Linked DNA regions of Mus musculus: region 2 is linked to region 1. Evidence: chromatin contacts called from public Hi-C data. All regions are on one chromosome and are shown on one strand. Each heading gives the region's core, a stretch centred on a gene start, on an enhancer-like site or on the middle of the called end of the contact. The rest is flanking DNA. Distances are from core to core; before and after follow the strand shown. Region 1 has its middle 4.7 kb from the start of Gm31194. Region 2 holds the start of Neurod2 (neurogenic differentiation 2).

Region 1 (5,223 bases), core at 1,485-3,984:
TATTTTTTGTTTCTTTTGTTTTATTTGAGACAGGATTTCTCTGTATAACAGCCCTGGCTGTCCTGGAACTCTTTGTAGACCAGGCTAGCCTCAAACTCACAGAGACCTGCCTGCAGTCTGCCTCCCGAGCACTGGGATTAAAGGTGTACTAACAAGTCCGACTTATGTGGTATCTTTTTTTTATCTTTCTTACTTTCTAGTCCCAACCTTAGACTTCTAGTCCAAAGGTTAGCCTAAGTGACTAATACAACATTCATAATGGTGTCCTCTCTCAGTCCCTCTCTCAGAGAGACACACAGACGACTCTCTGCTCCTTTCCCTGGCCACTAACTTCCTTGCTAGCCACCATGCTAGCTCACAGACATGCAATTGTGCCCACCAAACCCCCCTTCACCAAACCTCTTCCAACCCGAGCCTTCTGTGGGAGACAGATGGGGTGTCTGCAGTGGAAAAGGCTCTGGGCTCTATGCCGCCTTAGTAAGCAGCCCCCTCCATCTCCTCACTACTCCCTCTCACAACCTAAGACACTCAGATTCACCCTTGGCAGCCCTGGTGGCTGCTGAGGATTCCGTCTCTCTTCTCAGGCTCGGGCTCAGAAGAAGAGCTTAGGATAGCATTTGCCTCCTGAGACCTAGACCCTTCATGAAAGTACAATGCAAAGGAAGTCCCTCTCGGTGGGTGCCCGTGTGATGGGATCAATGTGGGGGACCTGTGTGGCCTTTCTCTGAGAACTAGACGGCCAGGGTTTAGGACCTGAGTTGACAGAAGAGGCTAAACCTGTGAAGCATCTTTGTTCTAGAAACCCGGGGTCCCTGGAGGGAAACTCAGCTTGGGAAAGGGAAAAAGAACTAACATTACAGAGCACCAACTGTGAGGCAGGCACGGTGCCAGAGCATTTCCATACCTGCACTCAACCAGGGAGGGAGGAGCCGGGGGTTTGTCTTGGGCCCTCAGGATCACAACACAGGTAGCCACCTAGCCTCTGCTTTTGTGGTACCGCAACCAATTGTCCTCCCCAAGACCAGTCTTCTTCTGTCTCTTCTGTATGCTGACTTTACTCCTGACATTCCAGCAGCTCAGCCCCATCCCATTATGCTTTTCATGGTGCTGTACGTCCTGCTTTCTGAGGTCTTCACATAATTCCCATGTGTTTGCGCAACCATTGGAATTTTTAAAAATTATGTGTATGTGTATGGGTTTATATGTATGCAGACAGGTATCCACAGAAGTCAGAAGGGGTCATCAGATCCCCTGGAACTGGAGTTCACTGATCAGCTGTGAGCCCCTCCCTTGATATGTGTGCTGGGAACTTGAATTCAAGTCCTCTGCAAAGGCACTATGTATGCCCAACCACTGAGCTGTCTCTCTAGTCCTTTGTCCAGCCATTTGAGTGACAGTCTTTGTTTGCTTTGATGACAAGTTTCAAAAGAGCAGTTTGTGTTCACCTATGTGTTCTCAGTACCTAGCACAGTGCCCAGCATAAAACAGTTATTTGGAAAGTATTTGCCGAATGAATAATAAAAGATATATTTCTGGCCTAAATTTAACCTATTAACTACTTCTTCACCCCAGAGCTGGAGCATGCCAGTGTGTGAACTGAGAAGTGGGGTCCCGGGGGTGGGGGTGGGGGGTCAGAGCACCTCATTTGCCCTAGAGATGCCATCAGGACAAAGCTAACACTTGTCTTGGGCACACTCTGCCAGACCATAGCCACTCCTGCCTGCTCCCAGAGTTCTCAGATGGCTGAATAACCTCACCCATCCCCCTGTAGAGGACCGAAATCAGTCAAGTGAGTGTATGGAAGGGGAGTTTATCAGGATAGGGTGCCCTAAGAAAATTCCTCTTTTCTGCATTAGCCAAGACTCCAGAGACCATCTGGCACCACCCCTCTGTTTGCTTCTGTCCTCTTTCTCTGGGCTTTGGGGAAACTGCTTAAACCATGAAGAAGGGATGGACAATTTAACAAAAAAGGGAGCTGCTTGTTCCTTGAAACTCCTGGGAGCTGAGTGCAGAGCCTCTGCCAGGTGACCGGAGCACAGGGTCACAGCATCCAGGAGCACCAAGTCCTGTGCCACTGCCCTTTCCAGACCTTGGGAAGCAGGAAGACCTACAGGTTGTCTACTGTCACCAGCCCAGGGTTTTATCTGACTCCTTCACTGCCTGTCTGACCTCAAATAATATCCCCCTGTCTGTGGGGAGTTCAAGCCCAATAGTCCTTGCTGTTCCTAGCCATTCCATAGTCCTAACCTTGTACACATGTAGTTACCAACCTTGCAGTCCAATTGAGCCAGCTCAGTTTCAATACTCAGCCCTCACGGCAGCTTCTCAGCCAGGGGGGGTATCTGATGGTACCCCTTTAGTACCCAAATATCTGGGGTCCTGGATCTGGAAGCCATTCTGTCCAGTGTTGCTCTCTGACCCTACTTGTTCTCTGGGTCTCTAATGAAACAGGACAACCAGGCTGCAGGCCAAGTCCTTGTGTCCTCATCAAAGGCAGCATCTGTCCCCCCTCCAAAAAAGATAACCCTGCTGAGGGGAGGTGAAAAAGGCACATGGGAGAAACTTCGATCTTGCCTGGACCCTCACACCGGATTCCACTGCAGGCATAGATTGTGGGTGAGGACCCAGACAGACGACACAGAGGCCTACACATGCCCTTACAGGCCTGCGTGCCTCTGAGCCGGTGCACATGAGAGCCTCTCCTGGGCTTACCCAACTACCTGGGCTACCGCTGTTGCCAAGCGTCCTTCTTTTATTCATGCGTTGTTTTATTGCTGGCAAATGCTGCTGCTTGCTGCTGTCAGAGGAGGCGTTCCTGCCAAATCCATCCCAACACCTTGGCCTGGCACCAGGGCGGCATGCTAATGTGGAAATTTAAAGAGCCGCTCGGCTTTAAATCGGAATTTTAAATGAGCAGCAGTGCTCTGAGGGGACCCAGGCAAAATCCGGAACAGTATCTGACCTACCCTTTCTCCTCCCATACCCACAAGTCCCTCCTTCCTTTGATATGGACACTGGAAGAGGTAGCGATGTGAGATATGCTAGGGGAAGAGGGAGCTACCAGGACAGATGAATTAATATGTTAGGGTCATGGAGCTGGGCGCCCCCACTTAGAACCAAGAAGGAATTCATTGCTTAGTCCTCCGGGCAGATGGAGGCAGGGACTCTGCCCTTAAAGAACCAGGCTTGGGGGTGGTGAAGCTGGCGTCATCTCTCGAGAGGGCCTGCTCCACGGGGGAGAGATAAACAGGAGGAGAAGATTCCATGAAGATGGGCCACATGTACCAGTGTACTCTAAGATGTGTACATATCGCTGTACACGCAGGTTGGTTAGGATGCTTGCTGAGGCCAACACAGCCTGAATCCACACAGTTCACCCTCACCCCTGCGTGGAAGGAAGTCACTCACACTTGGGGCAGCAGTCTTTCTTCACATGCCTGGGCCATCACCATCGTAACGCAGAGCAAGCCAGCTTTTGCCAACTGCTAGTCTGAACCGTGTCTCAGGTTCTATGAAGATGACATCAACAGAGCTTATATCCCAGTGAATTCCTCCTCTTACAGGTAGACCTTTATTATCAAGAGGCATTGCGTACAAGGCCGTGAGACACCATGTTTGAAAGCTTTCACGGTTTTCTAGGTTGTTAGGCACCTCAGGACTCTGGATATGCTGTACCCAGCAAAGCTTCTGTTACAATTCACTTGGTGGCCTCAACCTGACTCTACACTGCTAAGCCAAGAGATGCTCCCAACCTTCTCTGAGATTCTTCCTCCCCTGAAGAAGATTCTGGCTCCTCCAAGGACTAGTGTGGCTGCCAGCCAAGGTGCTTGGGGCAGGCCTGGGGCATGCAGCTGGCATCTGCCCTCCAGGTCCCTGAGGGGCAGTCCCCTCCACTCTCATGGTCCTACTTAGACGACTCCTGGGCTATAGGGAGAAAGACTTTTCTGTTCCCAGTCCCTGAGAAAACCATGAACTGGAAAGCCTCTCATTTCTCATTCTCTTAGAAGTTATTCCAATATCCTTCATCAAGATATGCTAAAGACCACCCAGCAAGAGCAAACCCTTAATGGAGGAGATGAGTTGGGGAACTCAAGTGGGGGTCTGGGCTGGAGGTATTAAGGTCAAGAAACTGGATGAGAACAGCTCCATGTGAGCGAAGGAGGATGTGAATGGGAGGAGCTTAATTGATCTAATTAGCAACATGTAAATAATATGCAAATAGCATACTCTTTGTTTTAAGGCTACTGGGCCTATGCTTTTTTGGAAGTAGACTGTAAAGGAACTTCCAGGCAGTATCTGAAAACCCCAAGACCTGGGACGACTCAGATACAGTAAGGCTGTGTTCTGCGTGGACTCAATTGCCTTTCTGAGGCCTCAGTTTCCTTACGTGTGAAATGGCAAGATGATACTGGATGGTGTCTAAGGCTTCTTTCTAGTGCTGACAATCTGGGGGTTCCCTGATTTAGGGCATAGTGGAATGCAAGGGGAGGGGTGATTCCATGATGGAATGGAAGCCAAGGCCACCCCCTCAGTTCTATCACACCATCCCCACACTCCTTGCCATCCCAAAGGGGACAAGTTTTTGGAGACAGATTTGTGTCCCACCTTGTGCCTTTATCCAGCTTCCTCTACCTGGTATGTTTTTCCTGTTTCAGCCTCCCACCTAATGAAAGACTCCGAGAGGAGCCCCTCGCTCAGGCCTCAGGACAATAGTGGACACCCAAGAACTCACGATAGACCAAGCTTGATGCATATTACATGAGGCTTTATTCGGGGAAAGCCAGAGCTCTGGGGAGGACACATATCCCACACAGGGGTAGAGGAGTCGACCTCGAGGGGAAAGAGGTCCCAGTTTTTATAGGCCCTCAGGGGAGAAAGGTGAAGGGGGGGGAGTAGGGGATTTTCAGATCTAAACAATGTCTATTCTCAAGAAATGGGTTTGGGAGGGGTACAAGGAAAGAGTCTGGTGCAGGTGCAGCAACTCAGGATTGGCCGGGCTGTGGTTGCTGGGGAGATTTTCTGACTCTTTCTCAGCAACCAATATCACAAACACCTGGCAATGGGCTTCATCAGTGGGCACACACATGGGAATGGTCAAAACATTGGCAGACACACAGGTTCAAGGAGTGGCCAGAGCATTGTGCACCTCTATTTTTCTAAATCAGTGAAGCTAGTTCTGCTAACAGTGACATCTATCTTGCCAATTTCAGGGCTTCGGTGACC
Region 2 (5,456 bases), core at 1,791-4,290, 40 kb after region 1:
CTTGGCCTCTCTCTTTCCTCTCAATCCACATCCCCTCCCACCAAAATAAAAAATAAAAAACGCGGAGATTCGTGTTAGGGTGAAGGCGTTTGGGCTCCCTGGCTGTGGCCTCTTCGAGAAGGAAGAGATACCAACTCTTTTCGGCCTGGGAAGCTCTGTGTCTGTTTTGTTTTTGTTTTTTTAAAGTAACTATAAGTGGGGGAGACACTATCCCGAGACTCAGCAGCCCCTTACCAACTGCCTCTGGCCTGTTGGGAGGTGGGGAGAGAAAACCCAAGTTTGGGAATGTGGAGGAAGTCTCTTGGGAGGGCCTGGCGGGAGATCCCCAGAGATGCTCTCCACGAGAGAAGGGAGGAGGAAGCCCGCTGGGGAGAGAGAGAAGGCGAGTCCCCAGAGGCAAGCGAGGCCCCTGGGACGGGCCACCCACAGGTAAGAGAGCACGCCGCTCTGGAGAGCTGCAGAACCGGCGGCCCGCGCTCGAGCGCCCGGCTCTGGAGTCGGTGGGAGCCCCTGAGCTCGTGGGGCTGGGGCTAAGGGGCCGGACAAAGGCAAAGAAAAAGAAAGGGGTCGGCGCGAGGTCTCAGTTATGGAAAAATGCGTTGAGCTCCTCGTACATGGGGCCCCGATCGTGGTGAAGGTGCATATCGTAAGACAAGAGATTCTCGGAGTGGACGCCCCCGCGCACGGCCGACGAGCCGAAGACCAGCCCGTGGCCCGTGGGCCGTGAGCCGGGCAGCGCCGAGTAGTGCATAGAGTAGTGGTAGCTCTTCTCGTGATCGGGGGACGAGTCCTGCTTGAGCGAGAAGTTGCCGTTGAGACAGAGCGGGGGACTGAGTGGACCCTCGTACTCGGAGCTGTTGTAGTCCGGGCTAGCGCCGCCGCCACCGGCCGCCGCGTACAGCGTCTCGTAGGCGGCGCAGTAGCCGTGGGTCCGCAGGGCGTGCGCCGCGCCTCCGCCCAGGCCGCCAGCCGCCTGACACTGTGCGCCTGCCAGGCGGGAGCACGGGTATGGGTACGGATGCATGGCGAACGGGCCACCCGAGCCGTGAAAGCGGCCGGCGCCGTCCGCGCCCTGCTCCGTGAGGAAGTTACGAGAGTTTAGCTGCAGGCAGCCGGCCACCAGATTCGTGGTGGGCTGTGACAGCCCCTTGCACAGAGTCTGCACGTAGGACACCAGATCCGGCCGCTTCCCGGAGCGCAAGATCTCCGAGAGAGCCCAGATGTAGTTCTTGGCCAGGCGCAGGGTCTCGATCTTGGACAGCTTCTGCGTCTTGGAGTAGCAGGGCACCACCTTGCGCAGGTTGTCCAGAGCCGCGTTCAGGTCGTGCATGCGGTTGCGCTCCCGCGCGTTGGCCTTCTGTCGCCGCAGCTTGGAGCGCTCCAGACGCGCCTTGGTCATCTTGCGTTTCTTCGGCCCGCGCTTCTTGGGCCGCTCGCCTTCCGCCTCGTCCAGTCCTTCCTCCTCCTCCTCTTCCTCCTCCTCCTCGCCGCCCAGCTCTCCTTCCTCCTTGACCTCAGCCAACGTGGGTTCAGGGATCTCTTCTCCTCCACGAAGAGACACTGGCTTGGCGGCCCGGGCGGGTCCTGGAGCCCCCGACCCGGGAGCAGGAGGAGGCTGCGGCGGCGCGTCGCCCTTGTCGCTCCTCGGCTCGTCGTCGTCGCCGTCGCCCCAGCTGGCGAACTTGGGCACGTCCGAGAGGAGGCCGGGCTCGCTGAACAGGCGGGTCAGCATGGTGCCTGAGGGCGCCCCGGGGGCGGGGAGACAGACAGCACAGAGTGAGGGGCGCGCCGGGGTCACCACGACCCCCCAACCCGCCTCCACCCCCCAAGTCTCCGTGAGCGCCCCAGCTCAGGGGCCCCCGATGCCCACTACGTCCTGCTGCCCCGCCCAGAGCCGGCCCAGCCCTGCCCGGCTGCCAGTGGGGGACCGCGGCCCAGGCCCTTGCCCGAGATCCGGGCTCCTGCTCCGCCCCTGGCCCGGAAGGAAGCTGCTCTCGGCCGGTGTCGGGGTCCCAGAGAGCTTGACCAGGTGGGGGGTTAAGGGACCAGGTCCATCTTCCCGGGGAGGCGGTGCTCTCGCCCGAAAGCCAGCTCTCTCCCGGTGACGGAGAGAAGCTGGGCGGCCGCCGTGGGGACGCTGCCCCGGTTCCTCCTCTCCACGGTCCGGCCCCTCGGCCTGGCTCCCCAAGCCCTCCGGTGCCTCTCACCCCCAAGCTCCCTAATCCAATTTGCAAGTTGGCCGCGCGCCGCCCCCGGCCGGGCCCCCACCCCCGCAGCCCCAATTCTAGACACCGGAGCACCGTCTCCTCTCTAGCTGCTGCTTACGGGTCTCCCGGAGCGGGCTCCGGGTGCGGGGACTGAAGAAGCCGGGCGTGGGGAGGAGACCCAAAAGCGAACCCTGTTCGTCTCCCTTGCGGTCAGGGACCCTCTTCCCCTCTTCAAACTCCCTCCCTCCCACACGTCTCTACAGATCTCGTTGTATTTTGAGATCCTTGGGGAAAAATCCAAATTTATTTGTTTGCTTATCTTTTTTGGTGGTGGGAAAAGGTCACAGGTTCCTTCGGGACAGTCATGGGGGGGGTCCCATCTTCGCTTCTTCGAGTGCCTCATGACCCTTCCCCCTCAGCCCATCCTAGGCATACCATCTCCTTCCGCAGCCCCTTAAGCTGCGGCCCCAATGGGAGAGAGAACACGGGGCGCCCCCGCTGCCCATCCCGTAAGGGGGTAGGGTCCCAGGAATAGGAGAACTGGGGGGGACTTCCATGTCCGAAGCAGCGCCCCCCCACCACTAATAGCAGGTCAGATCTAGCTCCCTCTCGGACAACTTACCTCAGAGAGGAGTCAAGGGGAGAGGGGAGGGGAGGGGGGAGGGGGCAAGAGAGAGAGGGGGGAGAAGAGGAATCTTCTCGCTTATTTCATTGTTCCCCCATCTTCAGGGAGCGGGGGCAGCGGTTCCTCAAGGCGGCGGGCGCCGGCGTCTTCAGAGCGCCATGCGAGCCGCGGAGCGAGTGTGGCATCTCTACCAGGCGGGGTACCAGCCTCTATGCCAGGCCATATGGGCTTGGCACGTCACGGGCAGCAGCTATCACATGAGAGACGGTGATTGGCATGCGTCTGCATTGGGGGAGAGCCGGCTCCCCCGGGACCCGCCGCCATCTGTCACTCTCTACTCCAAAAAAAAAAAAAAAAATTAAATAAATAAAGGAAATAAATAAATATCTCTGCCGCCCTCCCCTCCCCGCCCAACGCAGGAAAAGCAGAGATTGAGAGGGAGGTGGGAGGATTTGCCCCCCTCAGATATAGAACCCCCCACATGGGAACAATGGGGTGGCAAGTCTGGGAATTGGCGGTTTGTGGTTGCCAGGCCAATTCAGGGCTCTCTCCAGGGTCTTGATCTGTCCATTTCCCTGTCTCCAGGTCCCTAAGGTGGGTCAGGACCAGACCCTGGGGTGTGGAGAAGGGACCTCGGTGCTTACTGCCGCTCCCCAAGAGAATCCCCTCCACCACAAAGGGACAGCTGAGGCTCCTTCCAGGGTGGGTGTGGGGGGCATCCCTGGCCCAAGCCCCATAGGTAGATGCTGGCACCATGCCATTCCTCATCCCTGTCTGCCCCTCCCCCACCCACCCTCACGCACACACAACATATGTGGCTGAACAAAATTCAAACCAAGGGAAAGACAGAGAAAGGGAAAGATTTGCCTCCCTGGGTGTCTGTGCCTCTGCATGGGCGTGTTGTGCGTGCGCACGCGAGTGCTCATGTGTGTGTGTGTGTGTGTGTGTGTGTGTGTGTCTGTGGGGACATGTGTGTCTATCTGTGTAGTCATCACACAGGAGATCTTTCCTTGGGTGTCAAGGGCAAATGTATGGTGGGGTGGGGTGGGGAGGGATTTGGAGATGAGCTATGTGTCCCTATCTGGGTTAAGGTGGGCACAGATCTGGATTCCTAACCCAGAAGCCCTCTTCCTCCTCTTCCTCCTCCTTCTTGAGTCACTGAGGCCTTACCACCCCTGATCCTTGCCAGGTAGGCCATCCACCAATGCCTCTCTTTTGGCCTTCTGATTTGGTTAGCTGAAGGAAAGGGTATGACTGGTTGCAGGCCGCTTAGAGTTTTTAGACAGGACCCAGCACTCTTCCTCTCTGCAGAAAATACAAAAGCCACAGAGGCTGACCCCATCAGTCACAGGAGAGGCCAGAGAGGAGAAGACCAGACAGGTGTCTTGCTGAGGGAGGTAGGAAATGGATGCTTTATTTTACAGTTCCCCTTGCAAGGTTCCTATCCTGCCAGACACAGATGCAAATGGTACAGGTTAAAGGGAGGAGCTTCCGACACACCCACCTTCCCACCAGTTCCTCACTCTGTGGTGGAGAAAATGGAAACACACCCCTGTTCAGAGTTAACCTGTGTGAGAGACAAGTACTTGCAGTCAGGGGTAGAGACCCTTGACCACACTGGACTCAGGCAGGTGCTGTCTTCAGGCCCAAATTTCTTGTCTCTCCCTTGACCTACCTGTGCACACCCAACAACCTTGGCTCACATATTCAGATGCCAGCCAGCCACATAGCAAGCACAGAACCACACAGACAAAAGGAAGACCGCACCACATCCCTTAGTCCAAGTGGATGCCCTCTGGTCTTACCTGGAGAACCCTTCTCAAGGGAGTCTTGGGCTGATAAGACAAGAATTCGACGTTCAGAATGAACAAGGTGCTCCACAGAGACACATGCTGGCTTGAAAGGCCTTGAGAAAGTCGGTATGAAGCTTGGACACTTGGAGGTCAGGGGCTGAAAGAAGGTCCAAAGGCCAGGCACTTCCTCTTCCTTCCACAGAGGCAGTGCAGGGAAATGGATATAGCTAGGTACCCAGGGGGAGGAGGAGGGGAGCAAGCTGAGACTAGAACCCAGGACCCCTTCACCAACCCAGTTGCCTTGGTGGTCACCAAGGACAAGAAGACCTTTATAGGCTCTGCAACTAGGAAGTCAGAGCCCATCTAAGTCACATAGCCTGACACTGTGGATGGAATCTTGGCAGAGGCAAAAGCAAAACCAGGGGCACTACTGGGTTGGGGGCTGGCTTGCCAGGACACTTCCAGTTTGGGGTATAATTTCAAGGGCGTTCATGACTCTGTCTCCTCTAGCCCCTGGGCTGTGAGGTGTTTTGAACACACACACACACACACACACACACACACACACACACACACTCACAGCGCGCGCGCACACACACACACACACACACACACACACACATGCATGCACACACTCACGTGCATAATATGAGTTCTGATTCTTGGTCTACTCTGTTCACCTGGTTTTCATCTTGTTTTGTTTTTGAAATGGGGTCTCACTAAGTATTCTTGGCTATCTTGGAAATCACTATGTAGACCAGAGTGGCACCTGAACTCACTTTTGCCTTCAGAGTGCTGGGATTAAAGACATGCACTACCACATTGTAAAAG

Evidence for each region. A called contact is a pair of places that touch in the nucleus more often than the background predicts.
Region 2: a Hi-C map of brain shows a contact between it and region 1, with 2.7 times the contacts expected there. The contact joins the promoter of Neurod2 here to the enhancer-like site in region 1. A contact is called at or near these places in 5 of 39 promoter capture datasets (embryonic stem cells, epiblast stem cells, frontonasal cranial neural crest and 2 more), 1 of 15 datasets of contacts at CTCF or cohesin (CD8 T cells), 22 of 484 Hi-C or Micro-C datasets (3T3-L1-derived adipocytes, the C10 cell line, the G1E-ER4 cell line and 15 more), 17 of 115 datasets of contacts at active chromatin or transcription factors (the 230-238 cell line, a beta-TC-6 cell line, cardiomyocytes and 9 more) and 3 of 9 other capture datasets (adipose tissue, liver and pancreatic islet).

The regions. Positions count from the first base shown.
Region 1 is chr11:98,287,292-98,292,514 of GRCm38.p6, forward strand. No RefSeq gene overlaps it. Among named protein-coding and RNA genes, the nearest start is that of Gm31194, 4.7 kb to the right of the region's middle. Within about 2 kb of position 2,735, at least 15 of the 459 cell types and tissues checked have an H3K27ac peak or open chromatin away from gene starts, as enhancers often do. A contact at or near this core is called in brain, cerebellar granule neurons, cortical neurons and 2 more, where this site is marked.
Region 2 is chr11:98,326,605-98,332,060 of GRCm38.p6, forward strand. Neurod2 (neurogenic differentiation 2) reads right to left here and starts at 3,041. Exons shown (of 2, transcript NM_010895.3): 1 at 2,830-3,041; 2 at 1-1,737. The coding sequence starts at 1,732. The coding sequence ends at 581.